2 separate regions of the Triticum aestivum genome follow, and region 2 is linked to region 1. The links are chromatin contacts, called in public Hi-C maps. All regions are on one chromosome and are shown on one strand. Each heading gives the region's core, a stretch centred on a gene start, on an enhancer-like site or on the middle of the called end of the contact. The rest is flanking DNA. Distances are from core to core; before and after follow the strand shown.

Evidence for each region. Hi-C and Micro-C count contacts between places; a contact is called where the count stands out from the background.
Region 2: a contact with region 1 is called in a Hi-C map of leaf, with 2.3 times the contacts expected there. The contact joins two enhancer-like sites. A contact is called at or near these places in 2 of 5 Hi-C or Micro-C datasets (both in leaf).

Annotation. Positions count from the first base shown.
Region 1 is chr6D:6,987,457-6,993,071 of IWGSC CS RefSeq v2.1, forward strand. No RefSeq gene overlaps it. Among protein-coding and RNA genes, the nearest start is that of LOC123142963, 9.5 kb to the left of the region's middle. Within about 2 kb of position 3,840, at least 7 of the 8 cell types and tissues checked have an H3K27ac peak or open chromatin away from gene starts, as enhancers often do. A contact at or near this core is called in leaf, where this site is marked.
Region 2 is chr6D:7,239,400-7,244,800 of IWGSC CS RefSeq v2.1, forward strand. No RefSeq gene overlaps it. Among protein-coding and RNA genes, the nearest start is that of LOC123140719, 90 kb to the right of the region's middle. Within about 2 kb of position 3,227, at least 7 of the 8 cell types and tissues checked have an H3K27ac peak or open chromatin away from gene starts, as enhancers often do. A contact at or near this core is called in leaf, where this site is marked.

The DNA of each region.
Region 1 (5,615 bases), core at 2,590-5,089:
TGTCCGCGTGTGTAACGTAGCGTAGCGTGTGTGCGCTGCATGGGTGGGCCGGCGTCGTCGTGATTTGTTAGTTTGTGCCGTCTTTTTTCTTTTGAGGTGATGCGCCCTTGTCTCTCCTGCTTTTGCTTTGTGCACAGGACGTACATATGTCTCCTGTCGGGTCGGCTTGGGTCCATACTATATCCCTGGTCCTATACACATACGGTGCACCATGAAGTGTCGGATCCAAGATAGGTATGCCATTCAGTTCAGGCAACCGAGCTTGCTGTCCTTCGTGTTGCTGGCCAGCAAGCGCTTGCTTAGCTGCAAGGTTGGGACTCAGCCACTCGGGGTGGGGCGTGCATGGCAAGCTGATGCGGATGCATGTGTTCATCACTTGGATGCGTCACTGCTGACACGTAGCGCCCGGCTTCAGTTGCTGAGAGGGACGCTACCAGTATGTGATTCCGGATCGATCTTGCATGCCTGACTCACGAACGTGCCAGGCTAGAAAAGCACAAAGCAGTAGAGTATAGTAATTTGCACTATCAAAACGTTATATATTTAGGAACAGAGCGAGTAGTACTCTATTAGTCAGCACTACGTACGTCGTAGGAGCTACAAGCCTACATGGAACAGCAGTCCTGTAAGCATGAATGGGGACTCGAGGACCTACCTACATGTTCGTCCTGTGCGCGGTTAACTAGCCAGAGCAACCCCAGTCGATCCCTGGCCTCATGAGACTTGCATTGTACAGTACCACTCCCTCCGTTTCTTTTTAGTCCGCATATAAGATTTGATCAAAGTCAAGCTTTGTAGAGTTTGACTAACATTATATTTAAAAATATAAACATTCACAATATGAAATCAATGTTATCATGTGCACCATGAAACACATTTTCATACTATATAATTTTAGTAATGTAGATGTTCATATTTTTTAATATAAATTTAATCAAATTTTGTGTAGTTTGACTTTGATCAAATCTTATATGCAGAGTAAAAAAACGGAGGGAGTACTAATTTGTACTATAGCTGGATCTCACGGGCGTCTGTCTTTACATGCATTTGAGACGACGAGTCTTGAGACACGTGCCTGATCGATGAAACTGTTTCTTGTCCAGCAGTCCTACTCGCACTGGCATGGCCCGGCGACTTCACCAACCAGCACGTACTGAACGATCCATGTCAACTAGACGTGTCGGGGCCGTCCAAGAAAAGAAATAATCTGGTGCGGTGGGCCGGGCGGGCCCATAGCCGATATTCCCACAGTAAGCCACTCCACGTATAGAATCGCTCCTCTGCTCAGCTTCTCGCCATGGGAACGGACGATGGACATGGACCGGGGCTGGCACGGGGAATCAAAGCGGCTGGCATCAAATGTCTTGGAACGTTGCCTCGCCGTGACTCATCATGCATGGGGTGCACGGACATGCATGCGACGCCACCACGGAAATGCATGCCCAATGTCCGGCTCCTGCCTGCCCACCATGGCTCAGCGCCATGCACACGGCAGGCCATCCGCTGCAAGTTCATTACGTTTACATGCATACATTCCACGCATGGATGCATAATTGGACATGCATGGGTGCCCCGTAGGGGGGGTTGTGTCATCGTCCTTCCCGGCTCCACTCGGCTCCATATCTGCATATAACCCTCCCCCGTTGGGTCATCTTGGGTCCATATGGCCGTACCCTGAAATATCGCGTGCAACATGGCTCCAATGCTTGGCATAGCAGTCAAGCCCTAGGGTGGGGTGGGGTACTTATATGTAGCAAAGCCGCACGACGGGGCATCCTTAGGCTCCGCCGTTGCGACGATATTTGCTTCAGCATCGCCGTGGAGCTTAAGAGGTAGTCCAGGAGCGGATGCAGATTGTGGTCCGCATAGGTGGCATCTGAAAGATGGTGGATCGTATGCTGTGTTCATGGTTCATGGATGACAGGTATGGTTTCCTCCTCCCACATCTTAGTCATGTGGGGCGCCATATTTGGAGTTTGATGGAGTGTTCGGTGGTGTTGCCCTGGTCTGATTCGGCAGTGGTTTTTGCTTTTGGTGAGCCTTTTTGAAGGTCCGCAAATCTGCATATCAGTGATGGAGCCGCATCGAAGTCGGGTGTGGACGTGATCCGTCATTTTTCCCCTTTGGTGGCCGTTGTGGTGGTGCCAGAGGCAGATGACAGGCGTTAATGTCAAGTTAAGTGTAATCTCAATTTTGTCAGGTTGGTATGTACGTACCTACATTATGATTCTTATGATATATAAATGAGACACCTATTAGCATGAGAGAAAAAAAATGTCAGTACCCACAGGAGAGGGATAACGTTGTATTTTTTTTGCATGATAATACATGTCTTATTTATATCATAAGAACCATAATACAAGGCAGATATATACCGATCAAACAAAACTGAATACATAGCATAACATTAGTCTTTGCATAAAGGAACACCGGGCAAGTAAAATAACAAACGAGACAGTGGCTGCAAGGCATGGAGGCAAGCTCCAGTAGTAGGTCTAGTATTATTTTTCTTCTCTTGCTGGACACCATATCCATCTCCATGGAGTGTGGACGGACTCGCAGACTGCCATTGTATTGTGATTTTTGCAGCACGGCCCGTACTGCACGAGTAGCTCCTGCAGTGCAGTCGTGTGCCTACCTACCACCAGTGCTAGCTAGCTACACGGTGACAGTGCGTAGGTTGGTGTACACGATGAACATACTAGTACAACTGCAGCGTCAGACGCAGCAGATGAAGTGGAAGCAAGGGGACGACGGACGGAAGGATGCATGCATGGCGAGCGAGGAGACACATGTCTTCAAAGCAGCGGTCACCAAATGTTTTGTAAGCTTGCGTGGGCGTAATCAATCACGGGCCGCGCCATGCGATTGCAATGCATGCATGTCCAGATGTCCTGCATGCTCCCACCACGCCAGGACCATGCATGGATCTGGCCATATCATTTACTTGATGCGTACAGTAATGCGGAGCACTGTGCGTGCCCACGTTCATTCATGTGTTCTAGCGTAGAGCCATCGAGCAGAGCTGCGTCGAGCCGAGGCCTGTGTATGCGTGTGTGTTGGTCTGTTGGATGAGGGACCGCCGGCGTCGGGTTTTGTTCGCGCCGGCTGTAGAAGTGCATGCTCCAGCCAATGCAATCAAAAGGCTTATGAAGAGACTAAACAACACATTCTACGTCAACACTCTCCCTCACGCGTGGCTTCCTCAGGCCTAAACGTGGACCGAAAGTGGCCGCCGGCGTCCGGCTCTGCTCTGCGCTCCTGGACTGCTGGCAGCGCGTACTGCACAGGACGTAGTTGTCTCGCTGGGTCCAAGCATGCATGCATTGATGCATACACCCCTGCCTGTGGAGTACATAGCTTCCATGAAACGCAGCAGGTGCAGCGTCCTGGCTGTTGATGCTGCTGGTACAGGGTGGGTCGGCTACCGCTACAACACATGGAGTCGGCTGCGGCTAGAACACATGGAGGCCGGTGGAGGAGTATACTGTGTACCCTGCCTACCGGCCCCTACCGCGAGACATGCACTCATTGATGCATATCTCGCATCAACTGTTCGTTCTGACAAAACAACTCGGATGAAGCTAGCTAAGGGGCAGTCGCCTAAGCTGAACACACGTCGAAAGACATAACCAACTGGCCATGAACAGTTTGACGACATAGTGCTAGCATGGAATCGGCGCTGCACTACAGCTACAGTACCAGGTGACGTCGCCTGCTCGAAGGCGACTAGTTTTTTTTTTTTTGAGACAATCGAAGGCGGATGAATTGACACTGCGTCGTGGCCCACAGGACGGACAGTGAGACAGGCCGGGCGTGGCGTGGGGTCAAACATAAATGGGCCGTATGCTACTAGGGCCTGATGGCAACGGCTCGGGCGCTCCCTGTCTCTGGGCCTAGGGCTGCCACTAGGCCCACTGGGCCCCTCTCCCCTCACGTTAGGCGAAACGTTCCTAGGTCCGAAAAAAACAAAAGAAAGATAGACGAAAACTATTCCTTGCATTTCGGAAAAACAAAACCGTACCCTGCGTCCCTGGTGTCCTATCTCTCTAGCTCACTCGCTGTCCTGCTTTATTATCGACAGGGATACAGACCACTACTGTGTCTCTACTCGTGTACGGCAACATGCAATCAATTAACAAATCAGAGGCAGGCGGTTCGATCGTGCACGTCAAACAAATCACTTACGGAAATCCAAATGTAGTAAGACAGGATTTTATCTGGCACTTAACTTGTCCGCGAGCAACGGGTACTGCATGCATCTACGTGCACGTCTACGCACGGTACGTTTGGTCAACTTTTACGTGGCTACGTCCGTGAGGATTGCCCATATATACCAGACCGACCATCGATGCATCGTCCACTGATGCACGGCCGATCGAACAATAATTACCTTTATCTGAAGGCGACCGGACAGTGGCTGTGCCTGCATCCCGGCACGGAAGCGTGCACGCAGCGACGCTGGTGTGATGCCGTGGAGATGAGATCGGAGAATGCAAGCTGTGTTGTCAGTAATAACTTATGCGTGAGGCCTGTTGTCTCTAGCTAGTCTAGCTAAAAGATCAGTAGCTGTATGTTATTTCTAGCTGGACGTTACGGCCATGCGTCCTCAAAGAAGTACGTATATACGTACGGTAGTTTTTGCCTCAAATTTACCAATACAAAGTACACAACTGAGTTGATATTTGAGTTTGATTCTGCTACCAATGCGTTCCTAGCTAGCTCTAGCGGGCAAGATCCCAATAAGATTATTTCTTATTTGCATGCATGCGCCACTGACAGAAACACGAGCGATTAATTAGAGCTACGCATGCCCTCACCTAGATGGCACTGGCGAAGTTTCTCAAAAATAAAAAAAAGATGGCACTGGCGATACCCAGCTAGCAGACAATGCACTCGCACAGAATATGTATGAGTACTCACATTCAAGAATGCATCGAAGCTTTTACAGTAGTATTGTAAGAGTATATTCGAAAATCCCTTTTGGAGGCCGAGCTCCAATGAGGCCAGTTTTCGAGAAATTCGAAATTTTCAAAATTCATATTTTTTACATTTCAAAAAATCCTGAAAAAAAAATATAGATATACATGAAGGCATAATAAACAAGTGTGTAAATTTTTAGGATGAAATACATTGAAATGAGGGTTATGCAAAAAAGACAAATCTGAGTCTTATTAACACATGATACTATTCATCTTCCCAGGCCATCAATTTGTTTTTTTTTGTATTTGTTTTTTGAAACAAGGCAAAAGACTTGCCATTTTTATTGATTAAGAAGAAGGTTTAGACAAAAGCCACGAGGCGGCAAAAAGAAAAAAGGTCTACTCTCGCGACATAGCAGTACTAAGCTGCTTGGCTCCCGCCAATGTACAACTAAGTTATTTGTACATATCACATTTGAAGGTATTTCATCCTGAAATTTCAGGTGGCACGTTCATCCTGCACACATCGTACGTGTGTGCGTGCATGCATGTCAAACAAACCTATCACCCAGATCGACGGTAGGAAACTGGTTCGTCGGTCTCCGGAACAGCAGCGGCTGCACGTACTGCGAGTCATGCCATGGCTTGCACACAGCAGCATGGAAGCGGACGAAGCCGGCGTCATGCAGCCGT
Region 2 (5,401 bases), core at 1,977-4,476, 250 kb after region 1:
GCTGCGCCACCTTCCAGCGCTAGCTTCCTGTTGACGTATAATATGTTGCCTAGTATTTTTCATCAGATAGGTTTTTGGTTGCATTGGCTAAAGCATGCCACTTAAGTTAACGCAACAGGCAGCCTACCCAACGATCAAGTTTTCCTTCAAGCACATGCTCTGTTCCTCAACTTGGAGCAAGCAATCTGCGCACGGCGGCTCGCCGGGCGCCGGCCGGTACAATATATCATTGACGGAGCATGCTTTCCTGCTCCTCACAGACGAGAGTACAGTACTACTAGGCTTTGTAGCCTGGCTGCATACATGCACAGAGGAAGGCACGCGCGTTGCTTCAATCTGGGGGTGTTTGGTTTCGGAGACTTTTTTATGTTAGGATTAAAAAAAGTTCCTACCGAATCAAATAAGTGGATTTTTTTATTTTTTTGCCAAAAGTCTTTACAAGCACCTTCTTGAAAGTCTTTTTCAAAAAGTCCTAGAAACTAGAAAAAATGCTAGGACTAGAGAATCAAAGAGTCACAAATCCACGGTCAGGGATCAGATAGCCACAGCTCGGCTAGTTTCTGGAGCTACGACGTGCTGCAAAAGTCACATGTGGCAGAGTAGTGCCAGTCCAAGAACTATATAATACGTCAAAATTAATTGTCCCGTCAGAGAGAGATGGGTGGATGGGCCGGGAGAGCACAACAAAACAGGAAGGCCTCCAGCCCTCCGGTCAATGAAACCAGTTACGTGCATTGAAAAGCTATTCTCTTCAAGATTCCCTGATCTTTGCAATTTACTAGGCCTCGTTTGAAACATACTAGTATTGTACCACGAATAAATGGAATATTACAGATTTATAATAAATTTGTACATGATTTGATCCGTCGATGAATGTGAGTAGGAGTTTCGGCTCAAAAAAAAAGTGAGTACAAGTGCATTGTCTAGTGGTTTACTGCCGTCTTGGTGGGGGCATGCATGGCTCTAATTAATCCCTCGTGTTGCTAGTGCCGCATGCATGCATACATTTTATTTTATTTTATTGCGAATAATACATTTTTTTTGTGGGATCTACTTCTACAAGTATCACGCGCTAGAGCTAGCTAGCAAGGCATTGTTGGGTCGACAGAGTCTAACCACAAAATAGGTATGTGACATACAGGCAAATGTGACTTTGAATATACTCCCTCCATTCCTAAATATTTGTCTTTCTAGAGATTTTTACAAATGACTACATACGAAACAAAATGAGTGAATCTACACTTGAAGATATGTCTATATATATATCCGTATGTGGTAGTTCATTTTAAATCTCTAAAAAGACTAATATTTAAGAACGAAAGGAGTAGGTACCACCAAAGGCCAGGAAACTTTGGTTTGACTTTGGATTGGTATTTCTTTCTAGAATACGCACAAGCATGGTATCATATACTATTTATAGAAGAAAGGATTTGACTCAGATTTGACTTTGGATAGGCATAAATTTGGGGAAGCATTACACATCACCCGACGGATAATCACGTTTGCGTCCGTCCCCTCGGTTGCGTGCCACGCATCCCCTATGGACCCCGCTAGCACATTCTTTGCAACAGCCACGGCTCGTCCCGTACCCTATCCCCATCCCCCAAATCTCCTTCCTCCTGAATCAGCGCTGCCAAGCAAGGCGGTCGCCCCGCCATGAGTGTGCCCCTGCTCATCACCGACCCGTGCTGACGGTCCTCTTCACCGGCTAGGCAGGCCTTCGCCGTTGTCACTGGTCGCCATCGCGGTGCGCAATTGCGGCGTGGCCTCGCACGGTCGTCGCCGTTGTCGCCCGCCTCCACCATGACAGTTGGCCGCGCGCGGTGTGCCACCTCACTTGTGAGGCGAGCAAGTCGGAGGTCCAGCGCTCGCCGGCGGCTCCACTACTCTCTCACCACCATTCAATGGGAACTCGCAACGAACAACGGTGTTTTTCTGTTTGCAACTTCCTTCCTATTGCAAGAAAGATTTCCGCAACATGCTGCAAAACTTTCTCCGCGTACACATGTATAAAGGTGAAGACAAAAAAAATATGCAACATTAGTTCTGTTGCAAAAAGAAAATGCAACAATACCTCTGTTACAAAAAAAAATCTGCAGCATAATCATTGTTGCGAAAAAATTCTGCAGCATGACCTTTGTTGCAAAGGTTTCTGCAAAAGATCTTAGTTGCAAAAGTTTCCGCAACAAGAAGTTTTTTGCAATGATGGTGTGCGTCGCTCAGCCGCTCGATAGCTTCGGATCTGCCGGCTCGTGACCCGGCCGATCTTGTTAAAAGATCAGCCTGCGAACGCGTTGAACGCCCCATAAATTTGAGGCAAAAGGTACCCCGTATATTACCTCTTGTTCCAACTAGAATTAGCATACGTAGTGCTGTACCGATCTTGTAGCCAGACTAGGTAGAGACAACGTGCCAAACGCATAAGTTAAAGTTGCAAAGAATCTATCTGCTGACAATGCAAGAGGGCGTGCATTCTCTGACCCCGTCTTCTTCACTCGCGGCTTCACACCACCCTACGTCGTCGCTGCAGTACATGCTTCCATGCCGCGCTGTGCAGCCACTGTGCGGTCGCTTTCGGCCTCCTGTACGTTCAGACTTGAGACCCAGAGGAATTAATCCGCACGATGTCACCCAGCATCCGTGTTATGGCACTGACGTGGGCCGTCAACTTTTCTGCCGTATATTACGTGACTTTCGAGTTAAATTCTTGGTCGATCCACGGGAGCGCGCACGGTCAGTATGCTGGTCAGAGACGAGGGACGTAGCACGTAGCTGCCTAAGTTGACCCACAGTACACGCACACAAGCATGCAGACGCAGTTACCGATGAAACCGATCGTACTATACCTAATTAACCACACACCTCTGGTTTAACGGCAGAACTGGAATTCCTTAAGTAATCTGTTAGACATGCATGATCGATCAGCCTATGCGGCCAGCCTTCAAAGATAGACGCATCGTTCATTGCATGGACTAATCATGCATGCACGCACGCGATTAAATTATTGATCGAGCAGGCCAAACAATGCATGTTCATGATTAGTACTGAGTGTAGCAATCAAGGAGCTGGATGCCGTACACACACGAGAGACGACTGGAGACACCAGTAGAGTACTGGTCCACTGACGATAATTAAGCTGGGCAGCGATTGATCGAGATAGATAGGACACGAGGGAGGCAGAGGACACACGTTAATCTTTCTCCATTTTTTTTCTTTTTCAGAGAGAAAAGGAACGTGTGATACGTGAGGGGAGTGGGGCCCACTGGGCCTGCTTCAGGCCCACAGACAGGGAGGGAGCCCCCGAGCCGTTGCCGTCAGCCCCTAGCCACCTACGGCCCATTTACGCGGCCCCACGCCACGCCACGCCCCGATTGGAATCGATCTGTCTGTGGCCCCACGACCCAATGTCAATTCATCGTTTGTATGTTTCTCTGGCAAACGAGTCGCAACCGAGCTGGCAACGTCACCATTTGTGCAGTAGTAATCGCATACAGGTGCTATGTCGGCGGTCAAACTATGCCTGGCCACAGTTCGTTAGATATGTCTTCCCAAATGTTCTTAGTTTAGCTAGCTAGCTATAATTTGCAGCTCGTCCACTCGCGCGTACACCGTTTGATCGATCGTAGGTCTTCATCGGATGCATATGGGATGCGTAATCGTAGTCGATGCATATGGGATGTGACAAAGCGGGGTATGCATGCATATGCATGGATGATGATCTTGTTTTTGGGCCGGGTGTGCATGCATGGGCATGCCATGGATAATCATTGGTGGACGGTGGTGGTGGCTTGGGTCTGGGTGAGAAGTTAGGAGTGGAGTGCGTGGATTATTCGGTGTATCGTGTCCGCAGCCCCGGCCATGTTGGGACGCCCCATGGCAGCAAGCTGTCCCGGCCATGTTGGGACGCCCCATGGCAGCAAGCTGTAGCATGGATGGATGGCCAGCACGTAGTACGCTGCATGCACCTGCTGCATGGCATCCAAGTTGTGTACTCCGCTGGATCCGATATTTCAGGGTGCAGCCAGGAGCCAGCGCAGTGCACCGTGCCCGCACGCATGCATGCATGGACCCGACTGGTGAGACATGTATGTACGTCCAGCGCGGTGGTACGTACGTACAGGTACAGCAGCCCAGCAGAGCAGAGCAGAGCCGGACGCCGGCACAAACAAAACCCGACGCCGCCGGTCCCTCACCCAACACACACGCATGCAGCGGCTCCATGGCTCTACGCTAGAGCTCATCGAGGTGGACACGCCACAGTGCTCTGCATTATTGTTCGTCCGTTGCCACCACTACGCGTCAACTTAATGATCTGGTCCACGCATGGTGGACGTGCGTACATTGCAATCGCATGGCGCGGCCCGTGCAGCTCATTATTGAATGAGTACGCCCACGCAAGGTTACAAAACATTTGGTGACGCCGCTTCAATGGTATGTGTCCCCTCGCTCGCCATGGATCCCGCCCGTCCGTCGACCCCTTCCTGCCGCCTCATCGGCTCGTCCTGCACCCTACCGTTGGTATATTCTCTTTTTTAGGGGATACCGTTGGTATATTCATCGGGTATTGTAGAGTCAAATTCAAAAACCAACTACAATACATGCATCATTAGCAGAAAACCATGGCGATATGTTTGGCCAACACTTTGCATCGACCACGGCACACGACAGTGGCATAAAATGCTAACATATTTTTGAACCGTGTTGACGCGGCAAAGTGCCCACGTTATGAGTTGGTGACGGCGCGGGCGAAACGGCCAGCCTCTCGGTCGGAACGGTTTGACCTTCACCAACCGCTCACCTCATTACTTTTTGACATATTTTAACTAAACAAAAGCGGACGACACTTTTTTAACCTAATATAAATCTTCTTTGAGCGTCTGAGTGCCACGTCCCGTCTTCCACATGTGTGGCAAGCTCAACGGTCATGAGCCACATGAAGTTAAGATGCAGGAGGGGAAGAATAGGACGTGGAACACGGCCCACATGGGACACCAGACATGGCCACGTACGTGTGCCACCTCCTACTCTTCCTCGCCTGGGTTAGTCGTGTGGACGGCTTGCCTTGTGGCCGGTGCAAACAGCGCAAACCGTGTGGGCGACGCGATCGACGCGGTGCTGGCGACGACCTACGCCAGCGCTTCCTCATCGTCCGTCTCCGTGTCGATCTCCGTGAACAGGGCATCCCTCTCGACCCGCAGGACGAGCAGCCGCCATCGCTCACATCGGATGTGGTGGGCGCTACGGATGAACCGGTACATCGCCTGCTGCTTATCTAGTAACCCGGATCGTCAGCCACCGTGGCCACGATAGGCTACCATGTTTTTTTTTAAGGATGATAGGTTACCATGTTGAATGATAAATGATGTCCAAACCGTTCGGGCGGGACGGTTGCGGGCCGTTT